Regions from separate parts of the Mus musculus genome. Here region 2 is linked to region 1. The links are chromatin contacts, called in public Hi-C maps. All regions are on one chromosome and are shown on one strand. Each heading gives the region's core, a stretch centred on a gene start, on an enhancer-like site or on the middle of the called end of the contact. The rest is flanking DNA. Distances are from core to core; before and after follow the strand shown.

Region 1 (6,780 bases), core at 2,844-5,343:
CAGACTTGTTCATAGAAACAGTTTCTAATATAATGAACTCAAAACAGACTCAGTATATCGGAGCCTAAACCAGCCACAGATTTAACAGTTTAAATTATAGCTTTTAAAGGCCATTTCAATTGTGTTTTGAATGCTTCACAACGTTTCAGGTGCAACTGTTCTCCAACCTGCCGTTCGTAACAGGGTGGTGGCACCCTTCTACTGAACACATCGGGGGTGGAGGGGGGAGCCTGTGTCCAGATTTGTTTGCATGTGCCTGCATCTCTAGTTGCCTGAACCACAATAGCAACATAAAAGCCATCAGTCAATACCTCTTAAATTGAGCCCAGAGCCATCATGTTGGGCATTCGAGCTTTTCTCCCAAAGACCATGTGTTAAGAATGTATAGCAGATGTCAATCGCTGGTCAGTTGCAAATAGCAACTCTATTATTTAAGGCTCAAAATGGCAGAGTCATCCTTGACCTCTCCCCAGGACATAACTCATAAATTCCACTAGCGTTGGGACTGGAGAAGCAGGCCTAAAAGACACAACAGCGATTTGTCAATTAACTCTTGCTAATCCCTTGGAGTGCTGTGAACTCGGACACAGAAGGCTCCATTGAGAGACAGTGCCCCACATTCAGAGCTGAGGGCAGCGAGATCAGAAGGAGCAAGAAGGGAAGAAACATTTGCTTGTGAGAGAGTAATTTATATTCTATAAATTGAGAAGAGCCACCTGCAGATTAGACACTCAAGAATGGAGAAGGAAGCCAAAATAAACTGTCTTGGCCTGGAGAGAGAGAGAGAGAAAAAGAAAAAAAAAACCGTATGTGAACCACAGAAGAAGCGCCAGCCACTCTGAACGGCACAGAACAGATGAGCTCAGGCTCTGACACTGCAGAGGATGGAGAGCAATCTACATCCACACCACACCCTGTTTTGATCGCCTGAGGGATGAGCAGGAGTTAGAGAGCTGAGGGGCTGAAGATACTGATGCCTATGAAAAGCACATAGTAACAGGCTCTGTTGTAAATGACATTTCGGCTGAGCTGACACCCTAAGAGGATGTCCTTTTCTGCTTTTCCCTGACATTGGGTGATGTGCAGCTTTAAATGGTGTCTTGCAGATGGGGACTATCAGAATGTCAAGAAAGGGAGGGAGCTTGGAGTTCCCCTCTCGCAGTGGCCCTGTGTTTTGGGAGGATGGCTGTCCTGGAATCTACCTGCAGTGTTCTGGATTCCTCTGCCTCACCTATTCTCACCAAGGAAGCAGGCAGTTACAAAGAAGAGCCTGCCACCCACTGCCACCCTTGGGGGCAGTTTGTTCTTTCTATCACGTTACCAAAAAAGCCTGGATTTTGTTAAGACCACTTCCAACCCTGAAAAGACTGAAGACTCCAGGATGGGAAGGGAGGTCACTGGGATGAGGAGAACTCCGTGAGGAGTTAGTTTCTCTAACTGGGAAGGCAAGATTGACAATAGAACAGAGACAGAGGTTCCCAATCACCTGTTCCCTTAACAAGGGGAGCCCGTTACAACACCTACCCACCCCTGAAACTTTGGGCCACATATCTATTGGTGTGGAAATCTATTTTTTTAAGATTTATTTATTTATTTATTTATTTATTTATATCAGTGCAGCGTAGCTGTCTTCAGACACACACCAGAAGAGTGCATCGGACCCTGTTATAGATGGTTGTGAGTCACCATATGGTTGCTGGGAATTGAACTCAGGACCTCTGGAAGAGCAATCAGTGTTCTTAACTGCAGAGCCATCTCTCCAGCCCCTTGGGGATCATGTTTATCAAGCTCCTTCAGTGATCCCCAGATCCCTAACCATGTGCTGAGATCCCTGAACTAGGAACTACTGAAGGAAGTGTGGCCAGTGCACAGTTGTCCATATGGGAGTGGATTTCTTTTGTTGGTCTGAAAGATGGGAAGGAAAATACCCATTCAATCCTCCGACCTATATGCTGTGAATGAAAGCCAACAGGACCTAGGAATTAAGAAAGATACTGGGCTTCTCTGAAGATATACAGTCTGCCCTAGAGTATTATGAATTTGGGTTTTAGTTAGCATTTGCTCCCTCATTGAACCCTGTGGGGAAAGGCTGGTTTGAAGTGTCCAGTCCTATGCTCTCCAAAGTAACTTTCATCCCTACTGTCCCTCTTTTGACGGCCCTCGACAGCTCAGCCTCATACTGAACCTGCCCTTGAGTTAAAGCCATGCAGGAAGCCATTATCAGTAATTGACGATATATCTTCTAGATGAAGATGCACTATCATCAAGACGGTATAAATCACCGGTTCTACCCTCCCTGCCCTCACTCAAACCCGTATCCAGTTCAAGTCAAACTGGACCTTCTTGGTACTGCACATATAGGCTTCCTGTTTCAAGAAAGTTCTTGCCATGATTGGCATTCCTTCGTTGTGACTATAGGGCAACCATTTGCTTATCTTTGGGGGGATGGGGTGTATGCATACAGGCATGCACATGGTGGGTTTAGAGCACAACCTCTGATGTATCTGCCCTCACCTCTACCTTATTTAAGACAGGCTGTAGCTGGTGTTTACTGGGCATATGCCACACTAGCTGGTCTGAGCCTTCCAGGGATTCTCCTGCTTTTACCTCCCGAATGCCTGATGAGTCCTGGGCTCACGCACTGCTGTGCTTGGCTTTACGTGGGATCTGAGGGTAAACTCAGGTTTCCATTCTTGCATGGCGAGCTCTTTACTCACTGAGCCATCTCCTTATTTCTTTACTTGACTTTTAAACTGTATGTTATTTATTATTATTATTATTTATCCATTCAGTAGCACAGGATTGAACCCAGGACCTTGTACATTCTAGGTCAGTGTTCTACCATGGAACTATATACCCAGTCATCATCGTGTTGTCTTCATCATCATCATCGTCTTTGTCATCATGGTCGTCGTCATCATCATCATAATTATCACCATCACCACCATCATTATTTTGAGACTGGGTCTTACTGAATTGCCCAGGCTGGACTTGAACTCACTCAGTATCCCAGTCATGCCTTCTGTGAATTTGGGATCATCCTGACTCAGTTATCTGAGTGGATGAGATTGCAAGCATGTGTCCTGTTTAACACTTTTTATGTGCATTGAAGGCAGCCAAACCCCTGTCAATGTCTCCTGACCATTTCATTTCCTAAAATCCACCGTGGAACATTCCAGAAAAGATAAAAAGCAAAGCTCCCCAGTTGGTAAATATCAACCATCATGGTTTTCTGCAGTAGCCCAGGGTTTTACATGTCCCACACTATCCTAAACCGATAACACAGATAACCCATCTGGCCATGGCCTGCTTTCCCTCCCAGGGTGGGCAGGGGATTAGAGCTGTTTCAACGCTGGGAGACTCCGAGGTTGTAAAAAGCCTTGTGCTCTGAACAGAGGGACAGTTACATAAGTCCACAGAGCTCCCCACACTACAGGACAGCAGACTCCAAGCAGCATCTAATTACAGGGAGGCTGATGGTCGCTGTTGAAGATCCTGTCACAGGACCCAGGTCTCAGCCCACTGATGTCCTGCCAGCAGTTGCACTAAAACGGAAATTAAGCGCAGTGTCATGGCCATTTAGGACATTAGGAACGGAAGGCGCCCGGGAGCTGCTTCCTGGCCCCTTGCCCATGTTATTAACAAGGTGCAAACGAGGACCTAGGCTGGAAGAGGGAAACAGCTGGAGAAAAGAGACCTTCACAGCAGGTGGAGATCTGAGGAGAGGAAGGGGATGTAGAGAGACTGTGTCCCAAATCTCCTTGGCTGAGGATAAAATTGGCTTGATAAATGAGGAAGAGTCATTCATTTCTTCACTCGACCCTCTCTGGAACATTTTGTAGATTGCAAAGTTTCTCCAGTCCCTGATTTTCTGTGCTGGATTAATGCAACACACACACACACACACACATACACACTTCCCATCATGGGGGCGGGCGGGGGAGAGGCAAGGCCCACATGACACACACATCCACATTTGTTGACACTCACTGCTCATCATTTGTAATTTGTTTGAAACCTTCAGGCTAGTGGCTCTCTGTAGAGTGTTGCCAGACTGCCAAATTCTCTAGCTCAGAATCTAGGGAAATCCTGGCCTTGGCCTGGGTCCAGCTATGGCCAATGCCAGGGCTATTTGCTAAATAAAGAACACAAGCCCGGGGCTGGAGGAGGGTCTGAGAGTTCTTTGTTTTGCAGCTCATTCACCCTTGACCCTACCCCCACTCAACACACACACATTCACACACACACACACACACACACACACACACACACACACCCCACATGCACACACTGCCTGACAAGCCTCTGACTAGGCTGACGGACTTGGGTAACTCAGCAAAGAGACGAAGCACCATGGTCCCCTGTCTTGCTCTTTATCTGTTCCCACGGGGATGTGCATAGGTGGGGATCTTGAAGACAGAGCTGGAGGATCTCTGGAGTCCACACAGCCATCCAGAATCTTCCATCTCATGCAGCACTCTGCTTTCCTATTTCCCTGCCAACAGCTGTAGCAGAGGTGAACTGGAACATGGGAAATGCCAGCCCCTTTGCCTGGAGGATGGGGTGCGGGGGAACTAAAAAGCCCGTTTTTCTGTCCTGTCAGGTCTATTTAAGTATTTAATGAGGTGAGATAGCACCAATAAATTTCACATGGCACAATAACTCTGATGATGTGGGCCATGGACTAATCAGCTTCCATTCTGGGGATAGAAGAGTGTTCTTGCCTTTGCTAGATCTTATCGGGTTTGATTGCTTTGTTCAGATATTAAAAAGGTTGAGCAAGGACTTTCGGGCACTGCCACAAATCTGCCCGCATCCTCCCAGCCAAGATAGATTGAAACCAGGCTGTGGAATGCAAGGCTGTTTATTTTAATTGACAATCAAGAGGAGGAGAATTGGTAGAGTGGAAGGTGGGGAAGGAGGCCACAGGCCTGTGATTGGATGGCTTCTGAGTCTACCTTCCTCTCTGCAAAGCTCACACACAGCAAGGCTGCTTATCCAATGGAGGACCAGCACCTGAGGCTTTGAAGAGTCTCTTCTTCTCTATGCTTGTCCTGAGCATAGAGAGAGCCTGTTGACCCGTGTATCACCTGTGATTTTTGTCTTTGTTTTTTATGGAATGAGGCTGGTTACAGACATTTCCCGGGCACTTGGGTCCTGCTCTAGCTTCTGCTGACCCTTGCACAGCGCGTGCATTCTGTCCGTTGGACCTTTAGGGGACAGTCCCTAATGCTCTTTGAAGCCAGAGGCCACACTATAATCTGTAAGAACCTCTCACCCCACACATGCAGCACAAAGCAGAGATCAGATTTTCTGAAGTGTATATGGGCATATGTGAGGGTAAGTGACATAATTCATATGGCATGCAAGCAAGCAATTATCAGTTGATTTATATTAATATTTGTTGTACCATTAAATATAATTTATATGTCATACATGATTTCATAAGCATCATTTCTCAGGATGAAACCAGGGTAGGCCAAAGGTTCTTAATACAAGTTAAGTTCAGGTAAATTATTATAAAAGTCTGTCGATAATGACAGAGGAAGTAGCCAGTAAGTAAAATTTAGGGAATGCTCTATCAGCTCACTTAGTAATTGATTGGCTGGTTGGTTGGCAAATTATTAGCCATTTAATGAATGGGTTTATTTTCCCAATATTTTATTGTTAAAAAAAAAATCAAACACAGCAGAGAAGTTGAGAGAACGTGGAGAGGTCATGCAGAGACCTACGCCCCAGGCTGTATGGTCAGTGCTGTGTTTCCTTCAGCACGTCTCCCTCCAGAGCCATTTCTCCTCATTTTACTCTGTGGCACTCACACTTTTCGATTCATTTCAAGATGAAATGCATTCATCTGTGCACTTTACCCTTAGACACATATCATTAGAGTTCAATATTTGTTCATGGCTTTTTAAGTATGACATATATGCCACAAAGTGTACAAATCTTAATGTTATCATTCGAAGAATTTCAATGAATGCACGCGCTTGTGTAAACTGTGAACCCTATGGATGATGGCCAGCACCCCAGAAAACATAGTACCACCTGCTCAAACCCCACTCTTGTCAACACAGACCACTGCTGTTGTAATTTTTGTCAGAATATATTAAATTTTCCTGCCATGCGAGTTCCTGGAGATGGAATAGTACAGAAGATAATCTTTGTTTGAGATAGTCACCTGTATTGATGCATGGATCACTAGTTCATTGCTTTTAAATACTGAGTAGAGCTTCTCTGTTTCTATCCAATCCCCTGTGGGGGACACCTGGACTATTTCCAGGTTGGGGTTCTAATCCATAAGGCTGCTAAGAACTGTCCACAAATTCCTTGTAAGTATACACTTTCTTTTGGGTATGTTACTAATAGGTGTATTGAACGTTCACAGGCGAGGTGTGTGTTTAGTTTTCACAAACCTACCCGGCCTTTCTTCAAAAGACGCAATATGATATGCTTGGGTCCTGTTACCAGGGATCTATGAGAATTACAGTTGCCGTGGCTGGGAAGGTGACTCAGTCAGTAAAGTGCCTACTGTGTGAGCATAAGGACCTGAGGTAAGGAGCTTACACTGCAGTGGCAAGGCCAGTCATGATCACAGCCAGCCACATTAATTTAATGAAAATCAAACCGGAAGTCTCTCCGAGACATCAGGAAAGGCTCCGTGAAGTCATCTGGATTGAACCAAGGGAGATAGAGGAAGGCTGTTCCACTTCCTTTCCAAAGTATTACAGAAAGAACAACACCTCTGGGATAGAAAAGATCAAATCTCTCAAAGCTAAAGTC
Region 2 (6,538 bases), core at 3,844-6,343, 84 kb after region 1:
AACTTTCTCATCTGTGACCTCCTATACCTATACCTCCAACATTATAAATTTCATATCTTGCCACAGCTCCAAACCCATTCTTTTGCCATTCTTGCAAATTGGACCCCATCAAGTGGTCCAAGTGTGTGTGGGTACCACTTTGTAATCCTTGCTCCTCTGAAAAAAATAACCTCAAGATATGCCAAGCACCATTACTGCTATGTCTCAAACACAAGCATGTCCCTTCCTGTAGGGATTCTATGACCAAAACACCACAGCAAAGTCTAGAATGGAAACATGCTAGCATCACCGGGGAAGGTTTTGGTAAAACACTGACTTTCTACACTTTACACCTAAAGATTTTGACTTAAGTATGGGATAGGATCTAAGTGTGGGAAGATTCCTTACAGTTCTTTGGCGACTCCATAGAATAAGATATCTGTTCTGGTTTGCTTTCTGTTGCTGTATAAACACCAGGAACAAAAGCGACTTGAAGAGGATTGTACTGGCTAGTTTTGTGTCAACTTGACACAGCTGGAGTTATCACAGAGAAAGGAGCTTCAGTTGAGGAAATGCCTCCATGAGATACAACTGTAAGGCATTTTCTCAATTAGTGATCACCCCTTGTGGGTGGGACTATCTCTGGGCTGGTAGGTAGTCTTGGTTCTATAAGAGAGCAGGCTGAGCAAGCCAGGGGAAGCAAGCCAGTAAAGAACATCCCTCCATGGCCTCTGCATCAATCAGCTCCTGCTTCCTGACCTGTTTGAGTGCCAGTCCTGACTTCCTTGGTGATAAACAGCAGTATGGAAATGTAAGCTGAATAAACCCTTTCCTCCCCAACTTGCTTCTTGGTCATGATGTTTGTGCAGGAATAGAAACCCTGACTAAGACATGGATCATGAATGATATTATAGTCTATCCTTGAGGGGAGTCAGGGCAGGGACTCAAGCAGGAGTGGAGGCAGGAATCAAGGGAGAAAGCTGCTTACTGCTGTGTTCACCGGCTCATGTTCATCTAGCTTTCATACATAGCTCAGGCCCACCTGCCTAGGAATGGTATGGTCCACAGTGAGCTGGGCCCTCCCACATCAAGCATCAATCAAGACAGTCTTGAGCAATTTTGGCCACAGTATGACCATGATTGAGACAGTTCTCCTACTGAGGTGCTCCCTTGCCAGATGATTCTGTTGTGTGTGAAGCTGACAATAAAAATGAACCAGCACAATAGCCAATGGCAAAGCTTTAGATGGGGATGAAATGCTTTGAAAATGGATAGTGGTGCTGGTTGTCCAACATTGCAAATATAAATAATACCATATGTGTGTGTGTGTATAAATATACAGTTATGTATACATGTATATGTATGTATATAATATATATCGTATATATGGTTAAAATGACAAGGTTTTGTTATATACATGTTAACAGAACTTTTAAAAAATTAGTATCTATATATTACACCCCAAACCACTGAATTGCATACTTTAAATTTGTAAAGTCCATGGTATATGAATTGCAAATATAAAAGAATCTACTCAACAGACATCTATTCCAACAGGAACCTGGCATCTATTGTGCACTAAACAAATCAGTAACAAGCCCAACTTGTGAACCTCATGGAGTTTTGATCATTCAGGGTGATGCTGGTTCACCGGGTTATCTATCACCTTGTCCAATGAGTCAGAACACCCCCGTATATAACAAGTTGTATGAAGTTGCTACAATATTGGTAGTGAGGAACACTAGAAACCCAGGGTTTCTAGTAGTAGTAGTAGTAGTAGTAGTCAGTCCTCCAAGGCTTGAGATGGGAACTCATCTGCAGACACCCCAATGACACCACAGCTGGGGTCCCATGGGAAATACCCACCCTGGGTTTTATAGCCCTAGGGACTATAAGACATGTTGAGCTAAGAGCACTCGGGGTCATTTGCTTCTGGGAGGCTACAGGAAGCTGAAACAGAGTCCAGGCTCTTCTAGTTGGTCCTTGGGTAGATCAGAATGCTATGTTCCCAGCATCTTCTATAATTACTCTTAGAAACTAAAAGAGCTACAAGCAAGAAAAGGGGAGAACGGGGCTGAACTAAGGCTGCCTGCAGAACTATCCAGTAGATGTTGAGTAATGAAAAAGAAAGTAGAGGAGAACAACAGCTAAGGTCAGAGCAGCAGTAAAGTTCACTTTTCTGAGGGCAGACATCATGTCAGAAACCCTGGTAGAAGTTTTCAGAGCTTGTGAATCCATAGCTGCTGAGTGCAGTTGGGATCAGCTGGATCCCGGTGTTCAGAGTCTGAGAGCAGAAGAGACCCTTTACAGAGTTTCTTTCTCTATGCCTTAATGAGCTTGAAACCATTCATAAAACCAAAGTAGTAGTTGCAAGGCCAAGTACTCTTGCTTCTGTGGGGAACAGGGATCTCTTGGGAACAGGGCTTTTAAAATGGAAACAGGATAAACAGGTTCAACAGCAGTTATGGAAGGCAGAGAGGATTGAGCCCTCCACTTCCATCTTTCCACAGTCCACACCACATGTTCTTTTCTCTCACTTTGAGCAGGTGAAGAGGAGAACAGATATGGAGGGAGCAGGCTTTCTCACCTTATTATTTCTTCCCTGAACTAGTAGGGTTTTGGATAGTGATTCCAGGAGAACTAGGCTGATTCAAACCTGTTTGCCTTAAGCCCAGGATGAAATATGGTAGTCTGGTGCTTCACAAAGCTGTAGGCAGCAGGTCTGCAATGAAACATGGAACCAGTATCCAGGTCTGCTGTGGCCGCTTTGAGGAAGTCACTGCTCTAGGGCAGGGGGCATGCTGGTGGGAATTGGCCCTTGGAGTGTTCAACAGAGCCTAGTGTATTTGCAAAGGAGTGAACAGAGAGCCAAGAAGCTCACTATTTTAGATGATATTTTCAAAGAAGCTTATTCTAAAGGAGTGACATTTGGGAAGAGACCGGAGTGAAATAGAAGAATGGATTCCTAACTCCTAATACGTAGAAAGGCTAGAATAGGTACAAGGCTGGCAACCTGGGTTCAGCTCCAAGAACCCACGTATAGGTGCAAGTAGAGAACACAGCAAAGTTGACCACTGACCTTCAGAGTCTCTGTAGCATGTGACCTCATCATGTACTCTACTACTACTACTACTACTACTACTACTACTACTACTACTACTATTACTACTACTACTACTACTACACATAATAATAAGCAAAAATAAAACAAAACTAATTCTCTAACTAGCTCTGACCCAACCCTTTTCCCATGACATCACCTTCCAATGTCTCTGGTGATAAACCACCGGAATCTGGGATCTTGTTACTGGTCCATTCCTCCCTGCTTTAGTAAAGCAATGTCTAAAATTTACAATTCCTGCTGCTGGTTCGAGCTTCCATATAAAGTTGCAATGTTCCAACCTGAAGCCATCCAAGGCCTCAGGCCAACTTTTACTGGAATGTATAGAAGCAACTAGAAACTCTTTTGAAAGTGCTCGGTTTCATCTCATGTTCCATGTAACTAGGGCAGGCTATCTTCTTAGCAGTGATTGCAGCCAAGTCATCAATCTTTAGGTTCTTCTACAAGCCTTGATGGATATAAATGGGGTGGGAGGATGGCAGCGAGACCTCTTGAGACAGCCATCAGACCAGGTAGATGAAATTAAGGTCCCTTCTGTTCCCTGTGTGGATTGATGGGAAGTTCTTCTCTGGGCTTGCTATAAGCCCTTTCTTCTGATATCACGGATCCTATTATCTTTGCTTGGGGTTCAGCAGTGAACCAGACAGGCAAAGGGAGAGGACTTTCCCAGACAACATTCATCCCCAAACTTCTGCTTCTTCCATTAGCGAAGAACAGCCTTGAGTGTTGTAAGAGAAGAGAAGGGTGTTCCAGGTCATCCTGCTGCCTCTTCCTGCAGTGTGTGAGTCCAGGGCTGGTAGGCGCATCACTGCCAGAAAGATGATAGAGACAAATTGGATAAAACTCAGGAAAGAGAAACACACTAAAAAAAAAAAAAAATGATGAAGAGGCTGGAGGGATTGAATGATGAGGAAAGATTAAAAGAACTAAATATGGACAGACTTGCTAAATGCCGATTAGAAGCAGTGATCAGAACTGTCTACTGTATCTGTGCACCAGCAGGCAAGAGAGGCCGCACTGGCAGGTGTGGGGTCAGGCAGGGAGGAGGGAAATGGGCTGTGAGTAAGTGAAGGGGAAATGTTAGTGGCAAACTGCTGGGTGGTAAAGAATCCTCTATTAGCAGAAGAGGTAGGGCATGTAGGAGGGAAGTTGAGGATACAGGGCACAGAAGGGGGGTTTGTTTCCAGGGGGCTCTTCTTGAGACTTTGAATATACAGTGATGTTGGGAGATGTGCCTCACAGCCCTGTGAGAAGGTAAGAGGTGTGCCCTAGGAGACCCTAGGTGTGTCATGTAAGCTATGTCCTTAGGTAACATCTAAAGCCATCACAGCCAGTTCCTACAGGCCCAGAGCCAGGATGGCCAGAGGTCGAGAAAACTAGGGCCATCCATCAGAACGTGGAGACGACAGGGATCAGGCTGTCCAGCTGCTGCTGACCTCTTATGCCCCTTTTTGTTTTAAAAGTAAAATTCTGGCTTAGAATCGTGCCCCCCTCTCCCCTTCTGCAGAGAACGAGGCAGCTGGTCAGCTTGACAGGCGGAAACTGCAGCTTTCTTGTTAATGTGCAATCCTGAAACGGTGATGTATGGCCGGTGATAGATCATGTTGGGTTTCCGGAGAGCAGGGAAGGCTAAAGCCGGAGCCTAATTCATGATGCATGAACGCATTGATCTTCTTGGCTCTGAAAATACAGTGTAATGAACCCCCGCTAACACATCATTTTTATTCCACTGCACCTCGCTAATATCTAATGATTTCACCTTCTACTGTGATCAAACATAATTGTATGGGAGTTTCAACTTTGTTCTTTGATACAGGGACACCACTGGCTGGCACTGTTTTGTTCTGTACTATTGGTAGAGCCAGTGTGAAATTTATACCTATGATAATTAGAATCCTACAGATGACCTGTGCTGGGACCTTTGGAGGAGCCCTGTGTGTTTTCATGAGCACAAACACGTTGAAGAATGGAGTAAACTCAAGTACATATGCATTCATTAAGCCAAAAGCTAATTGAAGGCAGGAAAGATGCTCAGAGGCAGGAGCCTCCTCTGAGCAGTGGCTGTGCCTTCTCCCATCAACTGGCTCCTGGGAAATAGCAATTACTTAGAATAGAGATTACCTTGTAAATGTTATCGTTTGCAGACTCCCATCTGCTGATTGAAATCACAGTAATAATTTGGTTTGAAGTCCATGAACCTTCCTGAGGGCCCCTTGCCAGGTTGTCCTTGACAGCATCCCATCCTATGCGTACTTCCTGTCTCTTGGACAGAGCTTTCCACTGCACCACTCAGTTTTCCATTCTGAAAGAGCTTTTTTGGAGGAAAAAAATTAATATTAATTTTATAACTCTAGCCATCTGGCCCGAAGGTAGTTTGTTTCTGATGAAGGAACAGACATTGCCTGTCTGTGGCTGAGTTGAGCTCCACTTGGCCAGCTCTCGGCTCAGAAGCAGGACGCTCTGACATCAGCTGCGTGACCTTGGGTAGATCACTTAATCAGGGCCCTCACCCGGATATGTTTCTCCAGCTGATCGAAAACTCTGCCGTTTTGCTTTGTCTGAATGCAGGCCGCTGAGTCAGACGGTTCTTTTAAGCGAGTGTGTTAATTTATTTCGTGTGTGTGTGTGTGTGTGTGTGTGTGTGTGTGTGTGTGTGCGCGCGCGCGCGCAAATGCACGTGCATGTGCACGTGTGTGCATGGGTGTGTGGAGGCCAGTGGACAATCTCAAGCTATCTTCCTCAGTCACTCTAGCTTGTTTGTTGACACAGGGGTCTCTCACTTTTCCCTGGAATTTAGTGACTCTGAGAGGCCCTAGGGATCCACCTGCCTCTCTCCCCAGAACTGAATTCTTTAGGTGGAATTCAGGTCCCCATTTTTGCATGACAAACACTTTCAGATGATTTAAAAAATAATAATAATGTCCCCTACAACTCAAATGATTATGACCGTGGTAACTGAACACCCCCCCCCCCACACCCCTTTTCACTACTGTCTGCCTGAAAGCTCTTTTATTCCTAGTGACTGTAGAGTTGGCATTCCTTAAAAATCCTCCCCTTCCCACAAGAGCATAACCTCACAGCTTCAGTGAAGAGACAGATTTGCACTTTGATGCCTTTTTAATTTTTTGAAATCTTAGTCTTTATTTTAAAAAAAAAAGAATCATGCGTATGGTTGCCCAATTACTTAGATTCTTTAAATAATCTGTAGCAATATTAACTGAACGCGACACTCGGCTCCGTAGGTCAAGCTTTGGCACAGTTTAATAGGTACAACTTTGACCCCCATCCAGGCCTTTGATTTTGGCCTATGCTCTGCTCCATGGGGAAATGGTGGGAGGTTAATGCATAAAAAGCTAGTATTCCAGAGAAATACAGTCCAGAGCTTGTGATGCAGGCCATGGTACAGTGTCTGACTGCAATCAATATGCACTTAAATAT

Evidence for each region. A called contact is a pair of places that touch in the nucleus more often than the background predicts.
Region 2: a contact with region 1 is called in a Hi-C map of the N1E-115 cell line, with 2.0 times the contacts expected there. The contact joins two enhancer-like sites. A contact is called at or near these places in 9 of 484 Hi-C or Micro-C datasets (the AML12 cell line, the N1E-115 cell line, cerebellar granule neurons and 2 more) and 1 of 115 datasets of contacts at active chromatin or transcription factors (liver).

What each region holds. Positions count from the first base shown.
Region 1 is chr9:47,418,833-47,425,612 of GRCm38.p6, forward strand. No RefSeq gene overlaps it. Among named protein-coding and RNA genes, the nearest start is that of Gm31816, 54 kb to the left of the region's middle. Within about 2 kb of position 4,094, at least 68 of the 459 cell types and tissues checked have an H3K27ac peak or open chromatin away from gene starts, as enhancers often do. A contact at or near this core is called in the N1E-115 cell line, where this site is marked.
Region 2 is chr9:47,501,503-47,508,040 of GRCm38.p6, forward strand. No RefSeq gene overlaps it. Among named protein-coding and RNA genes, the nearest start is that of Gm22286, 21 kb to the right of the region's middle. Within about 2 kb of position 5,094, at least 6 of the 459 cell types and tissues checked have an H3K27ac peak or open chromatin away from gene starts, as enhancers often do. A contact at or near this core is called in the N1E-115 cell line, where this site is marked.